2 separate regions of the Oncorhynchus mykiss genome follow, and region 2 is linked to region 1. A link is a contact called in public Hi-C data. All regions are on one chromosome and are shown on one strand. Each heading gives the region's core, a stretch centred on a gene start, on an enhancer-like site or on the middle of the called end of the contact. The rest is flanking DNA. Distances are from core to core; before and after follow the strand shown.

Evidence for each region. A called contact is a pair of places that touch in the nucleus more often than the background predicts.
Region 2: a Hi-C map of liver shows a contact between it and region 1, with 8 times the contacts expected there. The contact joins the promoter of LOC110488185 here to the enhancer-like site in region 1. A contact is called at or near these places in 3 of 3 Hi-C or Micro-C datasets (blood and liver).

What each region holds. Positions count from the first base shown.
Region 1 is chr32:26,598,295-26,603,675 of USDA_OmykA_1.1, forward strand. It overlaps LOC110488185 (AT-rich interactive domain-containing protein 1A), which reads right to left. Exons shown (of 19, transcript XM_036971647.1): 13 at 3,160-3,292; 14 at 2,783-2,940; 15 at 2,266-2,530; 16 at 1,945-2,041; 17 at 895-1,735. Among protein-coding and RNA genes, the nearest start is that of zdhhc18b, 18 kb to the left of the region's middle. Within about 2 kb of position 2,022, at least 1 of the 11 cell types and tissues checked has an H3K27ac peak or open chromatin away from gene starts, as enhancers often do. A contact at or near this core is called in liver, where this site is marked.
Region 2 is chr32:26,660,233-26,665,613 of USDA_OmykA_1.1, forward strand. It overlaps LOC110488185 (AT-rich interactive domain-containing protein 1A), which reads right to left and starts at 1,646. Exons shown (of 19, transcript XM_036971647.1): 1 at 1,513-1,646.

The DNA.
Region 1 (5,381 bases), core at 772-3,271:
AAATGAAGGCTATTCCATGAGAGAAACTGCCAAGAAACTGAAGATATCATACAACACTGTGTACTTCTCCCTTCACAGAACAGCGCAAACTGTCTCCAACTAGAACAGAATGAGTGGGAGGCCCCGGTGCACAAATGAGCAAGAGGACAAGTACTTGAGTGTCTAGTTTGAGCAACAGACGCCTCACAAGTCCTCAACTGGCAGCTTCATTAAATAGTACCCGCAAAACACCAGCCTCAACGGCAACAGTGAAGAGGCGAGTTTGCGCTGTTCTGTGAAGTACACAGCGTTGTACGAGATCTTCATTTTCTTGGCAATTTCTTGCATGGAAGCCTTCATTTCTCAGAACAAGAATAGACTGACAAGTTTCAGAAGAAAGTTCTTTGTTTCTGGCAAGTTTGAGCCTGTAATCAAACCCACAAATGCTGATGCTCAAGATACTCAACTAATCTAAAGAAGGCCAGTTGTATCGCTTCTTTAATCAGTACAACAGTTTTCAGCAGTGCTAACATAATTGCAAAAGGGTTTTCTAGTGATCAATTAGCCTTTTAAAATTATAAACTTGGATTAGCTAACACAATGTGCCATTGGAACACAGGAGTGATAGTTGCAGATAATGGGCCTCTGTACGCCTATGTAGATATTCCATAAGTATTACTATTATTTTTATTATTATTTTATTTTATTTAAATCAGCCGTTTCCAGCTACAATAGTCATTTACAACATTAACAATGTCTACACTGTATTTCTGATCAATTTGATATTATTTTAAAAGAACAAAATATGTGCTTTTCTTTCAAAAACAAAGACATTTCTAAGTGACCCCAATGTAAGTGACTTTGTGCAAAGGGTCTGCTAACATTTAATGTCCTGAAAATGGCAAGTTTGCGTACCGATGTCTTTCATGGTGAGTCTTCCTCTGGGTTTGAGGATGGGTTGGGAGGCCTCCACCGACCCTGGGGGGAAGGATATGTCCCGCCTGATGAGAGGGGGCTGCACAGGGGCCTGGCCTATGTGGGAAGCAGGCACGGGGGGCCCCGCCTTCTGCATCTTGATGCCGGAGTGCATGTAGGGTGACTTGGAGGGGGACGTCCGGCTCTCCATGGGGCGGGGCATGGGGGCAGGACTGGACACCTGGGATATGTGGTTCTGGGAGCTCTGATAGTTGGACTGCAGAGGTCTGGACATGGGGGGACCCGAGCCCCCCGGCCCGTAGGGGGGTTGTCTCTGGTTGGGGTGTCCCGGCCACTGGCCCTCGTGGTTAATCCGCTGGTCTGCCCCTGGCATCATCTCCTCAGACCGGTTCATGCCGTGGTACCCCTGGGGGGGCCCCTGGCCAGGTCCCGGAGGCCCCTGTCGGTTGGGGTAGTTGGGGTAGCCCATCTCGTTGCGTCCCTGCCACATGGGGCACTGAGGGCCGTCAGGGGCCGCCTGCATTGGGCTGCCCATCATTTGGGGAGGCATGGGGGACTGGGAGTTTGGGACACCGCTAGAGGGCCCCCGGTCTCGGCCGAAGGGGAAGGGGAACTGGCCCTGGGGGCCAGGTGGTCGGCGGTCGGAGCCAGGGTAACCTGTGTTGTACTGATTGTACATGTCCTGTTGGCCCTGGGGGGCCCCAGGGGGCTGGGGCCCTGGCTGCTGCTGACCGCTGAAGGGGACATTGTACATCCCATCCCCCTCGTGACGCTTCGCTGGGGGACCGTAGGCCCCGTCGCCTGGAGACCGCTTATAGTTCTGAAGACAGTAACATTGTTAGCATCTCAATATCAAAAGAATACTATTGATTATGAATTCAATACATTTCAAGTTAAATATATATCTCATCCCACATTCATTACATGGAAGTTATACTGATGAATGTAAGTCCATTTTAACTCCACATTTACAAGGCTTCTGAAGCAGATATGAGTATACAAAGAGAGCAGTGGACAAAATGTTCTTACCGGTTGTTGCTGTGGAAACATTCCTGGCTGCTGATTGGGGTAGGGGCCACCAGGTGGCGCTCCTTGGCCAGGATACTGATTACCATAGGAATCATGCCTGAAACAACATACAACAAGGTAAACAAACTAACACTTTGGCTATTGAAATGCAGCAGAAATTAACTCAAATAAACTAGACAGAAAACACAAAATAAGACAACGTAAACGTTTGAATAGATAACATAAGCTCACACCAAGATCCACACCTTCTTGACAAAATACAGTAATTATTTAACATGTATAAGATCCATTATGTGACTTAGCCCAGTTTGAGATACTGACCGTTGCACCGGTGGGGGTCGGCTGGGGGAGTACATCCCCGAATCGGCCCCTGAAGGCATCAGGTTGGGCTGGGGGGCTCCAGGACCCATACTGCCGTCAGGACCCATCCCTGGTTCCTGTCTCCTGTCATATCCAGGTACATAGGGGTACTGTTGTCTCTGACCCATCTGCATGTTGGGGACCATGGGCCCTGGGGGGCCTCTGTTGAACTGCCCCTCCACACCACTGTTAGGGCCCAACGCTGGAGTCATGAATTGCTCTCCAGCTGCAGAGACACAAAGAGTTCTGGTTAAACACTAAACAGTGTCTCAATATTGAATGGGACAAGTCTGTCTAGGCCACTTAGCAGGTGGTTAGAACCCACCACAACCCACAAAGCCACAGTCTTAACCAGCTGAGCCACGCATGATCACACTGGATGATAGACAATATACTCCATGTCTTCGTACAGTATTCTTCTACAATTTCCTATGACCTCCAAATAAAATGTCTAAAAACCAGTTAACCCACTGCTCACCTTTCCTCATGCCACCAAAGGGGTCCTTGTTGGGTTCATAGGGCCCCATGCGCCCCATCATCTCCGGACCACCCATCCCAGGCTGGTAGCTGTTAGGGGTCATAGAGTTCCGTCTGGCAAACGCCGGGTCGCCCCCGTCTGCAAACGGGTCCTGCAGCCTATAGGGAAGCAAGAGAGAGTTAATTACCAACAGAATAAAAAAAAAGCTAAATAGAGTTTTCAATTGTGTTAATTGAGTTTGCTTCCCCTTGAATGGAAAAATCTCTTCTGTTTTTGTTACCAACACTTCTTCGGTGGAAGGAGGAAGGGTAGGAGATTGTTGTCAGGTGTGGTAGAGAGTGATGTTTTGAGACAGTAGTAGAGAGTATCATAGGTACCTGACTCCTGGCATGGGGGGTATCTGGCTGTGAGGAGTGGAGGCTGGGGTGGGGGGCTTTAGGTCCCCCCCCTCCGCCATGGAACTACTGGTAGACTGGGGGGTCTGGGGGCCCTGCAGAGATCCAGACCCAGCTGCAACACACAGTAGAAATACACACATTTTAGGCACACGTCACGGGGCTAAATCCCACACAGCCTCAGTGGTAGTAGAGGCTCACAGTGAGAGATAGAGAGACCACCTTAGCAGTGTTGAGGCTAAACCTCTCTCAAATCCCATGCTGCACACACAGTGCACAGAGGAGTCAGGCTGGCTTTGGGAATCCTACATCTCAGCATGCCTAGCTGCCGGCATCACCAAGTCACCAGGAAACAATGATCTAAAATCAGCCTCTGTCAGATTACCACATGGTCCAGTGTGTTTGTGTTGCATGGCATGGGGGGGCTCTCATCAGATTACCACATGGTCCAGTGTGTTTGTGTTGCATGGCATGGGGGGGGGGGGGGGGGGGGGGGGGCTCTCATCAGATTACCACATGGTCCAGTGTGTTTGTGTTGCATGGCATGGGGGGGGGGGGGGGGGCTCTCATCAGATTACCACATGGTCCAGTGTGTTTGTGTTGCATGGCATGGGGGGGGGGGGGCTCTCATCAGATTGCCACATGGTCCAGTGTGTTTGTGTTGCATGGCATGGGGGAGGGGGGGGCTCTCATCAGATTACCACATGGTCCAGTGTGTTTGTGTTGCATGGCATGGGGGGGGGGGGCTCTCATCAGATTACCACATGGTCCAGTGTGTTTGTGATGCATGGCATGGGGGAGCTCTCGTCAGATTACCACATGGCCCAGTGTGTTTGTGTTGCATGGCATGGGGGGGGCTCTCGTCCTTTGCCCAGCTCACGCCTTTCTGATGAGTCATGTGTTCCATTCATTAACTGACACAAACACACACACAGGAGGTCATTGGCAGGTCACAGTTATTCACATTTTCTCACTTGTCACATACAGCACCGCTCACATCAGTCAGCTGGAGGGAAATCCCTGCCCCTCTCCCTCCCTCCCCTGGGGCAGGGATTTCCCTCCACTACAGCTGAAGAGAAGGGAAGGAGGAGGGGGGCAGAATCTCAGGGAGGGAAAAAAAGAGCAGTCAAGGGAGGGAGCAAAAAAAAAAAGTGTGTCACTTTACACACACACACCCACCTCTCTTCCCATTCATCATTTTCTGGCTCAGCACAAAGCTCCAGGGAGGGAGGGAGAGGGTGTCTGAAGCCGTGGGCCAGGAACCAGACACCAGGCACTGTAGTAGTATTAGCAGCAGCAGCTAGTAATGGAGGTATCAACAGACAATCCCCCTTCATCCTCATCCCTTTCCGCCCCCCAACTCCCTGACTCCTCACCCACCATCCCCCCAGCACTGACTCTCTGCCACCAGATATGACTGACTATCCTTGGCTTGGCCAGACCAGACCAGCAGAGCAGACTGCAGAGGAGCACGTGGCTGGTTCTGGCATCAAGTCATCATGATGTGTCTGCCAGGCAGGCTGGGCGATACCAGAGACCAGCCTCTCCAAAACAAATAGCATTTAGGGTGAGAACACCAACAGAACACAACACCCCCCTGAGGAGAGAAGCAGCGTAGGGCAGATGACTGAGGGCAGCCCCTTTAACCTCCAGCATTAGACGATGAGGAACCACAGAACAAACACACACGGTCTGCGCCTCTCATAGACAACCACAGGACTGCCTCAGCATACCAATATGTTTAGAATAAACTGAATGAGTGTTTGTGGCCTGAGGCGGCAGAAGGACGTTGACATCCAGGACAGGACACATACCAAACAGACCAACACATACCAGGCTAAAGGACAAGTCGACCCCGCCCCTTGTCTTTACACACACACACACACACACACACACTTTGGTAAATGCCAGGAAGTATTCTCCCAGATATGCTCATGAAACTGTCGGAGGACACCACACACACACCCGTGACTTACTACCTTGGCAACGCTATCACTTATCAGCCAAAACAGCGGTGATTTAGAGAAGGAGGCGTCTCATACAGAGATGACAAAACGGTGGAAGATTGCCTTTTAACTTTAAAATGAATAGGATACAGTAAAATATGCTAGTTCATGGCCCAGTTATATGGGGCGAGGAGGGAAACGAGAGATCCATGTGATAAATAGAACAGTAACCAACCGCAAGAGACTGGAGAAGTGAAA
Region 2 (5,381 bases), core at 396-2,895, 62 kb after region 1:
CGCCACGGCAGCACGCTCTCTGTGTCAACCAGACAAACGTGACAATCAAACAGGGGACTGACTGAGGGGCCTGTGTCCCAAAACTAGCCCTGCACCCTAACCCCTAGCCCCTAAGGTTCATGGGTAAATGCAATATGGGGAATGGGTTAGGGTTTTCTCTAGACAGTAGCATGGGGTTTCCGACGGGAGGGGCCATCCAGTCGCAGAGTGATATCAATACAGTCTAAATAAACATAACAGCAAGGCCCAGTGCAGAATGCTGAGCTGACCTTTCCTCCAGATCATCCAATGAATGTCATCGAGAGATACAGGAAAACATTCAGAGATACAATTCGTCTACATTATAATTCCAAGGCTGTTCTTCCCACTCTCCAAATGTGACCATTACTGACGTTTACACCGGCACTGACTGAAATTGAACCACTATGTTTATTTTGCATGAAATCCTCCTCCTTGCTCTGCTTTTTCACAATGATTTTCTGAGGTAAAAAGACTAAGATCAGCTTTCTGGATGAGAAAGAGAGATAGTGAGAGAAAGAGAGCGCGCGAGAGAGAGAGAGCAAGAGAGACCCTGTCTGTGATGATAGAGAATCATTTTCTTTGAAGTCCTCCCCAAAAATATTTTGGTTGCATGTCAACTAAATGTACCTCCCTGCTGTCAGCCTCTTTCAGAGACATGGGCAAAGGCAATTTTGTTTAGAGACTCCCAACACCCAACAGGAGGTGATTTTCCCTATTGTGTTCCCTAATATGTCATCTCTTTGAAATGGTGTCACATTGACATCGAACACAGTGGCACCCCAATGTTTGATTAAAGTCCTGGCTGAGGCCGCCTCATTCCTTGAAATCGGTCTGTCTTTTCTTTTCTCACATGTGCTGCAGCCTGGCTGCCTGTATCTCTGTCCAACAGCCCCTCTGATGCTCGGCGCACAGAGGAGGACAAACAGATGGGGACAGACAGAGGCATCAGACAGAGGAGAACAGAGGAGCCAGAGGAGCAAGGGATAACCAATAGACCAATAGGGAGGTGTGTTGGTTTTGTCACCCATTCCAAATACTTGAGTGTTGTTTGAGGGAAGAATCCCGGCCAGTGGACGCATTCCCGGGCCAGAGGGCAGACAGTGGAGAAAGTTGGCGTGGATAGACTTAGGGTCAGGCTGGTTCAGATGGATCATAGAGAGTATATAGTCTTGTTTTTCTGATAGATCGTTGGCTATATAGAGAATCTATGGTCAGGGAGTTCTGGCCATCAAGCTTGTATAGCCTATATTAGAAGATTGAGATCTGGCGGAGATCACCCAAATTAACTAATCCATTTGTATTTATTTTTTTCCCTTCTGGTGTAATACATAAATTCCCTCTGGAAAAAAATATGGTATTCTATTCTATCCCAGTATTAATGTTGCCTACCATGTGACTGGAATATTTGATAAGAATGCATATGGACAAAATAATACAGTTGACTTTACTATAGCAAAATATAAAGATTGATACTTAAACATGTATCTTTACCTCACGACTGTGTGTTGCAGGCAGGCTTTCCCCGGCGTTGTTTCCATGAGGTAAAATATCAGCTCTAGTCTGGAGTACAGAACACCAGCCCTGCCCTCAATGAACACAAATATGGCATTTATTAACAGTTAAAATGTGGGAATAGAAAAATATATATTTAAATTCTCACATTGAGACACTATTTAAACCGAAGACATGTGACGCTGGAGTTTTGTTTGCATACTTTTTAAAGGGTTTTTGGGTTAGATTAAAATCAAACCCCACTCCGGGTTTTCGAAGCGATTCTAGCTTCAATTTACTGTGTGCGCTTTCAGCGGCGAAGCACGCACTGCCAAGTTTAAGGATTCCTCCGCGGCTCACTTGTGCGTGTGTGTGTATGTGTGTGCGTGTGTGTGTGTGACTGTGTTTTTTTGCCGGAAAACAACAAAATACCCGGCCATTTCACCTTGGAAAATGGTGCTGGAAAATAGGATTTCACTCAAGATTTTACAGGGGTGTGTGTATCGTGGTTAAAATCTACTAAATGACGATTTTAGTTAACTTATGGACTATTTTGCCTGACTGTCCTGCCTTTCTAACACATACAATGCATTCCTGTGTTGCTCCGCCGGTGATGGGGCCTGCCTGCCTGCTGCTGTTCCTGTAACTCCCGCCTTAGAAGAGAAGAGGAGAGAGAGGGTGAAAGGGAGAAAAGAAAGAGAAGATAAGGGTAACGAAAAGTGGAAAGGCTCGGGTAGAAAATATAGAAGGCAATTTTGGGAAAGATAGTTTATCAACAAAAATATTGAATTGGTACATTAATTGAAAAATATACATACATGCACAAAGATTGTCTGGGAATAAAATATGTTATTCTCCCAGCAATTTAGTGTTTTTTACTGCACATTGAGGAAATACTGTTTATAATATTTCCAAAACATATTTCCCCATATTATTTATTGAAATGAGGGAAATATCTATTTTACACATATATGACTGTCTGTTATTTTGTATGTAGGCCCAGTACGCAGAGCTATTCATTCAAAACAGTGATTGTAAGGCAAATTCTCTCCCCTCTTTCATATTCTTAATTTCCAATATCTTTAAAGGGGACTTCCCTCCCACTCCCTTAGCTTAATATCATATATAACCCGTCAATTCATTTTGAGTCAGCTTCTGTTTTGCGTAGAGGTTTGTGTCTGGGAGGCGAATAGAGCCGAGGCTCCTTGGTTTGTGAGGGATGCCTGACATTTTCACAGCCGGACTAGTGTGGAAAACCAGATTCCACTGGCCATAAGTGACACTTTATGGTCTCTGATTTGGTTTGGGGAGAGATTGCCAGGCAACAAAACTAGCCTGAGTCCTGAATGAAATAGCCATCTGTTCCGTGGGCCGGTAAAACTGAATTAATTTCACATCATCCTGGAATTCAGCTGTAGATTGATGTCTCAGGGTAAAAACTCCACAACGTGGATGGTGCCCCTGACCTCTCTGGTGATAAAATAAATAAATAATCAATAGCAATTTTGTTATTTTTCTTCAGCTATAAGTATTAAACAATGTTTTTTGTTGTTGTATGTTGTCCATACTGTATGGTTGTACATATTTCCTTCTTATAGCCTGCACTGAGAGCATATAAAATGATGAAAGCAGTTTAGCAGTCTGTTATGGCCTAATTGAAATGGGACACACAGTGTCACACTGCAAAAACAGGACACAGGCCGTGTTTGTATTCCCATACAGTAAACCAGGTCAAAGTGGAATAATCCCTTTATCTATAGGCTGTGATATACTGTACATTTCCTTATTCCCTCCTATAAACTTCCTATTCATAAATCTAGCCTGGGCCAAGATTATTTGGAAGGAGATTGAGTTTCCTGGGTTATAGACAAATAACAAAAACCTTAAAGACTTCATCTTTAGGAAATATTACAGCATAATCGAACTGATTAACTGAATCAACAAAAACAATTTCTTTATTGACGTTTGCAATATTACAACATGTTAATGTTACAACATGTTAATATTTTTTTTAAACAGGACTCAGACATTTCTGTGTGATTCTAAGGATTTTCTTCTGGTAACAGCAACGTAGGCAAAGCAGTCCTACGTACAAAGAGCATGGTTTGAGTGAGGGAGGGAGGGAGTCCGGGGTTGACGATACTGCAGTGCTAGACTATCCAGGTGAACACACACACGCCTGCTGACAGCTGACCCTTAACCCCTGGGAGGAGGAGGGCAGAGGGCTGTGACTATGCACCACACAACATTTCCTGACCTAGCCTCTCCGGTCTTTCTGCGTATTAGACACAGACTGGTTTAGCTCCCGATCCACGGTGGTGGCTGGCGTTGAGTTGGGACATAATGCCTTTTCAGAGGAATGGATGAGGGGTCAGCATCGCGACCCCACCACAGGGCTTTTGTATGGAGGAAACTTTGTTTCTCACTCTGTGGTCTCACTGACAACCACCTTCCTAACCTATGCTTTGTACGTTTGCATACATTTAATCAGCAGATTACTTACAGTAATGAGTACTATTGTATGGAGGATATAGACAGCAAACTTGGATCCCATTGTGTTCAAACGTTCACAACCCATGCACAACCCCATGCTTTACAATCCATTTCCTGCGCACATTAAATCATTGCTTTTCATTAGCACATTAGATATAAATCAAATAAAATTGTATTTGTCACATGCGCTGAATACAACAGGTGTCGACCTTACAGTGAAATGCTTACTTACAAGCCCTTAACCGACCATGCAGTTTTAAGAAGAATACCAAAATAAGAAATACAAGTAACAAATAATTAGCAGCAGTAAAATAACAATAGCGACGCTATATAAAGACGGTACCGGTACAGAGTCAATGTGCGGGGGCACGGGTTAGTCGGGGTAATTGGGGTAATATGTACATGTAGGTAGAATTATCAAAGTTGCTATGAGATGCGGTTTGAATAATTGCGCCGCTCTTTTGGTCTCTGCTACGGTCACACATGTCCCTCTCACCCAGTTCTCATAGGCACCGATGATCACATTTACTGTAACTCCGCTGTGACTATGACTCCATCAGTCTGAGTCCATGTAACAAGACTCTGACACTAGCTAATCCCAATGCCATTGTGGCTGTGGTGATAGACTGTGGTGCAGTGTCATCATGATGATGTGTGCTTTATTTCATAGACTGAGAACATGTACACAGCACAGATCCTCTTTCGTTGTCTTTTTAAAATTGTTGATGCAGGTCGCATTAGTGTAAAAAGACAAATTCACTTTCACTATGCAGATTATGGTAATGAGGGTTATGGTAATGTGATGTATTTCAGAATCACGGTTATGCTCGATTAATCAATCCAAGAATACACTTTGAATAAAGCCCATATACAGTATTATTGTGGAGAATGAACTGTGAGGTAATATTTTTTTGACACACTTCTGGATATTAAAACGGGGAGGTAGCAGATATGTTGGATGTTGTTCCCCTTTTTGTTCTAGAACATTTTCATAATAGCATTATCTCTTTGACGGAAATGGATTTGAACAAGAAAAGAACAAAAGAACGAAAGAAAGAAAGGACACATCTGTGAGGTGGGGGTTGGGAGTGTATAGGAAGGGGGCAGCTGCTATTTTTAGTGTTGCTATATTGCAGGCTCATTTGAATGAATAACCACCAGTCTATTCTTAATTCTTAATCTGAGGAAAGCTTCGACAGTAATACAGGAGTGTGCATCGGTCTATGCAGCTAAGCAGAGCAATGATGCTGGTCCATAATGGATCTAACTAACTTCTCCCTTTTATTCACAGTAATTTAATCTGTGAAGGGGAAGAGTGTGGGGCACAGAATCAGGCCCTTTGAAACAGAACAGCAACCCAGGACTCCCATCTAGTG